Linked DNA regions of Sus scrofa: region 1 is linked to region 2. The links are chromatin contacts, called in public Hi-C maps. All regions are on one chromosome and are shown on one strand. The core of a region is the stretch at or near the end of the contact, and the rest is flanking DNA. Distances in the headings are between cores, read along the strand shown.

Region 1 (3,291 bases), core at 167-2,666, 150 kb after region 2:
CTGCTCCGGAGGCAGATTCCACACTAGTAACTGAGATGACATCCTGCAAATTGGAACCTATTCCCTCTACCTATTTCCTTGCAGACACTGGCTAAGTACACACTGATTTAATAACAGAGCTTCTCAGCACAGCCCAAAAGGCTGGGAGCATCTCCGCGTAAGTTAGAGAGGCGGAACATTTAGGAGAAGGCCCATGCCAGAGCGTTAAGTCAAAATCCCCCACATCAGGCCTCGCTGCCCTGCAGTGCTCATTAACGTTGTGCTTCTTCTTCACTTGTCTCGTGTCTCCCAGCCAAAGACCAGTCCTCTCAGAGGGAAGAAGAGAAAGAGCCTCCAAAGGGCCACCCTTACTCCGTGGAGACCCCCTACGGCTTCCACTTAGACCTGGACTTCCTCAAGTACGTGGATGACATCGAGAAGGGCAACACCATCAAGAGGATTCCCATCCACAGAAGGGCCAAGCAGGCCAAGTTTAGCACTTTGCCCCGAAACTTCAGCCTTCCCGACAGCGGGGCTCGCCCCCATGCTGCTCTTTCCCACCCAAACTGGTCCCCAGCCGTGCCGAGGAAGGCGTCGCCCGGGCCAGAGGCGCGAGCCCACTCGCTGCTGCTCAGCGAGCCCCCCGCCGCCGCCAGCGGGGGTGACGTGAGCTACCGTCGGAAGGTCCTGCTGGCGGAGACCGCCAGGCAGGTGGAGGCCGCTGCGCCCCCGGAGTTGGAGCTCGTCTCCGGGAGCGCACGGCCCCAGCTTCTGAGAGCATCCAGCATGCCAGCCACACTGCTGCCAAACAGGGCCTCGGAGGACCCAAGCCTAAACTCAGGTTCCCCCGTCCCCCTGGCCCTCCCCCCACTTCAGGGTGAAGGTGGGGTCTGCGACGGCGCCTTTGGCCCCGCGGAAGGATTTTTGGCCAGTTTCCACAGCTCCACCCCGGGAACAGCACCGCAACCAGAAGTCCGAGAGTTGGGAGACCTGGTGCCCGGGATTCCGGAACGGATCCAGGAGGCGGCTGAGCCTCCAGAGGGCGAAGGAGAGGCTCTAAATCACCTCTCTCTCCCAAGTCCTCTTTTCTCACCCCCGAACGTCTTGGTGGTCCTAGAAGATGCAGAGGAGCAACACGAAGGCGGAGAAGCGGAGGCGGGGGTCACGACCTCTGGCTCCCCCACGCCAAGCCCCCCACCTCTGCCATCACCCATCCCTGAGAATGAGCTTTCCCTGGACGAAATCGAGCTCAACATCAGCGAGATCCCCCCACCGCCACCTGTGGAGGTGGATGTGAGAAGCATCGGCATCCGGGTCACGGAGGAAAGCCTGGGCCTCGCCTCTGTGGACCCTGGCAGCATCCCCAGCCTGAAGCAGCAGCTCTCCGACCTGGAGAGTGAATTGTCCGAAAGAACTGAAGAACTGGCCCAGGTCAGAGCTGCCCTCCAGCGGCAGGAGGAGGAAATCCAGGCCAGAGGGCAGAGGATTCAAGAGCTAGAGCGTACTGTAGCTCAACTGGCAGAAAAGCTGAGCCGCAGGAATACCAAAGAAGCTCAGGGCCAGACGGATGCCATGGTCAACACTGACCCTCTGCACGGACTCTTGACCAGGGAGTCGTGTGACAAGAGCATTGGGGTCAACCTTATGGGCAGCATGGGATCTGAAAGCTGGGGAGCCAGGGGAGAGGGGAATGGCTTCTTATGGTGGCAGGACAGCCACAAAGGGGGAGATCGGAGCCCAGCAGAACTTGTGCCACCACCCCAGCTGTCACTGCCACAGGGCCCTGAGGTGGGCCTCCCCCCCTCTTTACATAGCTGCCTCTCCACTGAGCTCAGGATCGAAGAAGGAGGCGCTGAGCAGGAGGGAGGCCCTCAGGTGGAAGCAGAGAGTCTGGTCAGGGGAGCAGGAGGCTCTCCAGGGAGCAGCAAGAGACAGGCTCCCCCAGAGGGGAGGGGGGAGGCCGGCTCAGAGCTGCCAGGGAAAGAGCGCCCAGGAAGGCCACCAAGCTCACCCACCGATGCCACTATTGGGCAGTACGTGAAGAAGATCCAGGAGCTCCTGCAGGAACAGTGGAGTTGCCTGGAGCATGGGTACCCAGAGCTGGCCCGTGCCATCAAGCAGCCGGCCTCCAAGCTCAGCAGCATCCAGAGCCAGCTACAGAGCTCCCTCAACCTGCTGCTCTCGGCCTATTCAGCCCAGGCTCCACCCCAGAAGGAGCCCCCAGGCCCCTCTTCCTCCCCACCGATGGGTAAATACTGGTGCCTGAGACAGGGAACCATTTCTCCTTTACTTGATGAGTCAAAAGGGAAAAGGGTCTTAATTGCATGCATATGTTTTGTTTTTTAAGATTTAAGCATCCCCAGGAACTCACCTCCCCAGGGAATAAAAACTGATCTCTGTTACAGTGGAGGCTTGGGACCCCTGCTCTTGTATTTGCTCTAATGTTTGCATCGACAGCAGGGCCACCATGTACAGCTGCACTGACAGCACCAGGCACAAAGATGTCAGAGGGTAAATAGGAGCTGAAACCCAGCCCACACTTGCCAGGCCTGTCCAGAAGGGTGCCTCTTTCTCATTTGCATTGTGCAGAGGCAATGTCTAGGGCCAAGAATGGCCCTGGCTGTGAATGCTTTAAACCTCTGCCTTCCTTAATTGTTTCGTCTGCTCTTGCATTCCTGTGGTTCTCCCCGGGTCTTGTACATTAGAGCTTTTCTGTAGCCTGGTTTTGGAGGAACACTATATTTAGATCTGAAATATTTTATGGAATATTTTCTGTGTGTGTGTGTTTAAGAAAGAGAGAGACTGTGTGATACATTTGGAAGTCGACCCTTTGGCTAAGTGGCACTTCCTCTTGTAAGAGATTGCACACTCTCCTCTTTCGAGTTAAGTGGAACCATATTTTGCTTTGCTCACGGGCAGCAACGTGTGAGTCTGCTTTTTGCTGCGGATCACAGATTGGCTGCTTCTCATTATTTTGGCGCTAGTTCTAGTCTTGCCCATTGTGAATTGCCTCCTGTACCTCTGAGCTCAGCAAAAGAAGACTTGTGCTCTTGCTCATGTGTTTTCCCTGCCCACCCCACATCACAAGTGTCAACTGTCTGGTGAGCCAGGAAGGACCCCTGAGCTGCCCTGGAGCAGAGGTGGGTGCTGGGCCAGGGGCTGGGAGATCCGTTCTCCTGCTCAGCTATTCACAGAGCCAACCTGAGCCTTAGCTGTCCCCAGACTAAGAGAGGGACAACAATGGCACCCACGCCGCATGGTTCACTAACTCTCCAATAATTCTCCTCCGTCATCACCATGTCAAGGGTTTGT
Region 2 (3,264 bases), core at 369-2,868:
ATTAATAATAACTATTATTAAAATATTATTAAGTAATCTACAGATTTAAAAAATGATATACCTAATACAATGAAAATGCTGTTTCATTTTGCTAGTTCATGGCAAATTCAAGTTTGTTTACTTTTTGGAACTTTTGGGAAATTTTTCTTTTTTCAATAGTTTCCATCCAAGTTGGTTGAATCTCCAGGTTCAGAGCTGGCAGATACAAAGGCTGACTGTATATGTGCCTCTATATCTGGACTCTATTAATCTATATTTGTCCTTTTACCAATATCACCTTATCTTGATTACTATAACTTTATATTAAGGATTAAAGTCAAGTAGAGTCAGTCCTCTGATTTTGTTCTTTTTCAAAATTATTTTAACTATTCTGGAGTTGCTTTGCCTTTTCATGTACATTTGGAATAAACTGATGAACTTATAAAAACAAAAATATCTATGAAACTTACCTGTTCACTATTTTTAATTTTGTTTTCTTTTAATGAATAGATGTTCCTGACTTTGATATGGGAAAATGTATCCATCTTTTTATTTATGGTTTTACCTTTTTTTTTTTTTAAGTTTTGTCTAAGGAATCATTTTTTAGCTTCAGGTTAACTTTTTTTCCCCAATATTTTCTTCAAAAAAAATTAAAAATTTTTACATTTGGCTTTTATTGATTTTTTTGTGTATGATCTAAAGTAAAAACATAATTTTACTTTATTTTTTTCATATAGATAAAAAAGTCATCTGAGCCCATTTATTGAATAGTCCATCCTTACCCCAGGGATCTTTGGCACCCTTCTGTCATACACCTAGTTTACATATATGAGTCAATTTACAGATTTTCTTTTATTACCTGTCTAATTACTATAATTTTGAAATAAATTTTGATATCTGATAGGGCAAGTATGTATACGCTGTTTTACTTCAAGAATGTTTTGTCTAGAACATTAACAAGTGGTCAACATCACTAATCATCAGGGAAATGAAAATCAAAAGTCCAGTGAGATATAATCTCATACCTGTTAGAGTGACTCTTAGCAAAAACACCAGAGATAACAAGTGCTGGTAAGGATGTGGAGCAAAGAGAACTCTTGACACTGCTGATAGGAATGTAAATTTGTACAGTCACTTCGTAAAACAGTATGGCTATGTCTCAAAAACTTAAAAATAGAACTACTGTATAACCCAGTAATTCCACTCCTGGACATTTATCTGAAGAAAACAAAAACACTAATTCAAAAAGATATATGCACCCCACTGGAGTGTTATTTACAGTAGCCAAGATATGGAAGCAACTTCTAAGTGTCCATCAAAGAAGAATAGATAAAGAAGATGTGGTACACATTAAAAAAAATAAAGTTTTGCCATTTGTAAAAGCAAAGATGGACTTAGAGGGTACTATGCTAAGTGAAAGAAGTCAGACAAAGACAAATACTGTATGATTTCACTTATATGTGGACTCCAGGAAACAAAACAAATGAACAAACATAGCAAAACAGAAACAAAGTTATGGATACAGAGGACAAATAGATGTTGTCAGAGGGGAGGGGGTAGTAAAAGGAAAGAAATAGGTAGGGGACATTAAGAAGTAGAGACTTCTGGTTGCAAAATAAATGAGTCATGGATATGAAATGTACAGTGTGAGGAATAGGGTCAAGAATGTAGTAGAAGTGATACTTCGCAATTTCCAAGACCGGCCTTTAAGAGATTGGCAGTTTTTCCTTTGCTGTGTGAGACACTATCTCTTAGAATTGAGCCACACTTAAAGTGAGCTCAAGCTAGCTATGTAAAGAAAACCAGGCATAGTGAGACAGAGAGGTTCTAGTCTTCCAGCCAGCACTGCCAAAGCATCAGTTATGGAAGTGAAGCCATTCTGGATGCTCCAGCACTAGTCACCACCTGATAGGCAACTTCATGAGCCAAAGCCATGTGGATGGAGCACCCTATAGGACTGACCTACAGGATTGTGAGCAAATATCATGGTTGTAGTTTTAGGGCATTATGTGCGTTTTGTTTTGTTTTTTGGCTGCACTTGTGGCATGCAAAATTTTCAGGCTAGGGATCAAACCTGTGCCATAGCAGTGACCCAAGCCACAGCAGTGACAATGCCAGAGTCTTAAGCCACTAAGCTACCAGAGAACTCCTTGGGGTGGTTTTTATACAGTAGGTAAAGACCTGCCTGAATGGCGGTATTTGGCACTACTGTCATCTATAGTATGTGAAAGCTAGAAAACATACCTGATAAACTTTTTTCATTCTACCCTCCATGTATCTTAATTTCTTTATATTTTCATGTATTTGACATCCAGCCTATATTCGTCACAATATCTTCAGTCTTATATTTTACTTTACCAGTTCTCTCTTTAGCTGCATCTAGTCCTCTGTTGACCCTAGCATTGTTTTTCAATTCGTTTGTGATATTTTTCCTTTCTTAAAGCTATATGTACATATATTTTAATCTTTCTTCATATTTTTGTTGATCTTTTTGCTCCTTAATCATGTCTTAAATTTATTTTCAATTATCTAAAGATATAGAATATTGTTTTAAAAATTTTTATCCTATAATTCAAATATCTGAAACTTTTGTGAGTCTGTTCTGTTGCTTTTTTTTTTTTTTGGTTGACCCTTGCTCATGATCCTTGCTTTTTCCTTGTATGGGTTTTTTTTGGAGTTTTTTGTTTTGTTTTGTGCCTTTTTAAATTTTAAGTTCAAATTCTTGCAACTATATCTGTAGAAACTATTCTGAGGCATGAGTTAAGGGTTCTTGTAGGCAGAATAGGGGTTGCCCAAAGACGTTGATATTCTGTTGCCTGAAACCTATGGCTATATTGCCCGATGTGGAAAGTAGGACTTTGCAGACATGACTAAGGCTAAGGGTCTTGAGATAGGAAGATTATTCTGGATTGTCCAAAGGACCCAATAAAATAACATCAGTCCTTCAAAAGGGAGAGTTTTACCCAGCCATAGTGAGAAAAGATGTGACCACAGAAGGGTCAGAAGGATGTAAATTTGCTGGCTTTGAGTCTAGAGGAAGAGGACTATGAGCCACAAGAAGTGGTGAGCCCATCGAAGCTGGAAAAAACAAGGAAATGAATTCTCGCCTAGAACCTCCAGACAGGAATGTGACACTTCAATCGTAGCCCAGTGAGACCTATGTTGGACTTCTGACCTAAGGACCGTAGGATAATAAATTTGTGTTGCTTTAAGCCATTTGTGTGTTTCTGGTAATTTGCCACATCAGCCATAAAAAACTAGGCCGGTATTTCTCCAAGGAGGACT

The links. A called contact is a pair of places that touch in the nucleus more often than the background predicts.
Region 1: a Hi-C map of embryonic fibroblasts shows a contact between it and region 2, with 2.7 times the contacts expected there. The contact joins two enhancer-like sites. A contact is called at or near these places in 2 of 5 promoter capture datasets (fetal liver and liver), 27 of 47 Hi-C or Micro-C datasets (adipose tissue, alveolar macrophages, brain and 16 more) and 1 of 2 datasets of contacts at active chromatin or transcription factors (skeletal muscle).

Annotation. Positions count from the first base shown.
Region 1 is chr6:150,156,690-150,159,980 of Sscrofa11.1, forward strand. It overlaps KANK4 (KN motif and ankyrin repeat domain-containing protein 4), which reads left to right. Exons shown (of 10, transcript XM_013988888.2): 3 at 293-2,227. Among named protein-coding and RNA genes, the nearest start is that of KANK4, 52 kb to the left of the region's middle. Within about 2 kb of position 1,417, at least 5 of the 83 cell types and tissues checked have an H3K27ac peak or open chromatin away from gene starts, as enhancers often do. A contact at or near this core is called in embryonic fibroblasts, where this site is marked.
Region 2 is chr6:150,006,418-150,009,681 of Sscrofa11.1, forward strand. No RefSeq gene overlaps it. Among named protein-coding and RNA genes, the nearest start is that of USP1, 22 kb to the left of the region's middle. Within about 2 kb of position 1,619, at least 4 of the 83 cell types and tissues checked have an H3K27ac peak or open chromatin away from gene starts, as enhancers often do. A contact at or near this core is called in embryonic fibroblasts, where this site is marked.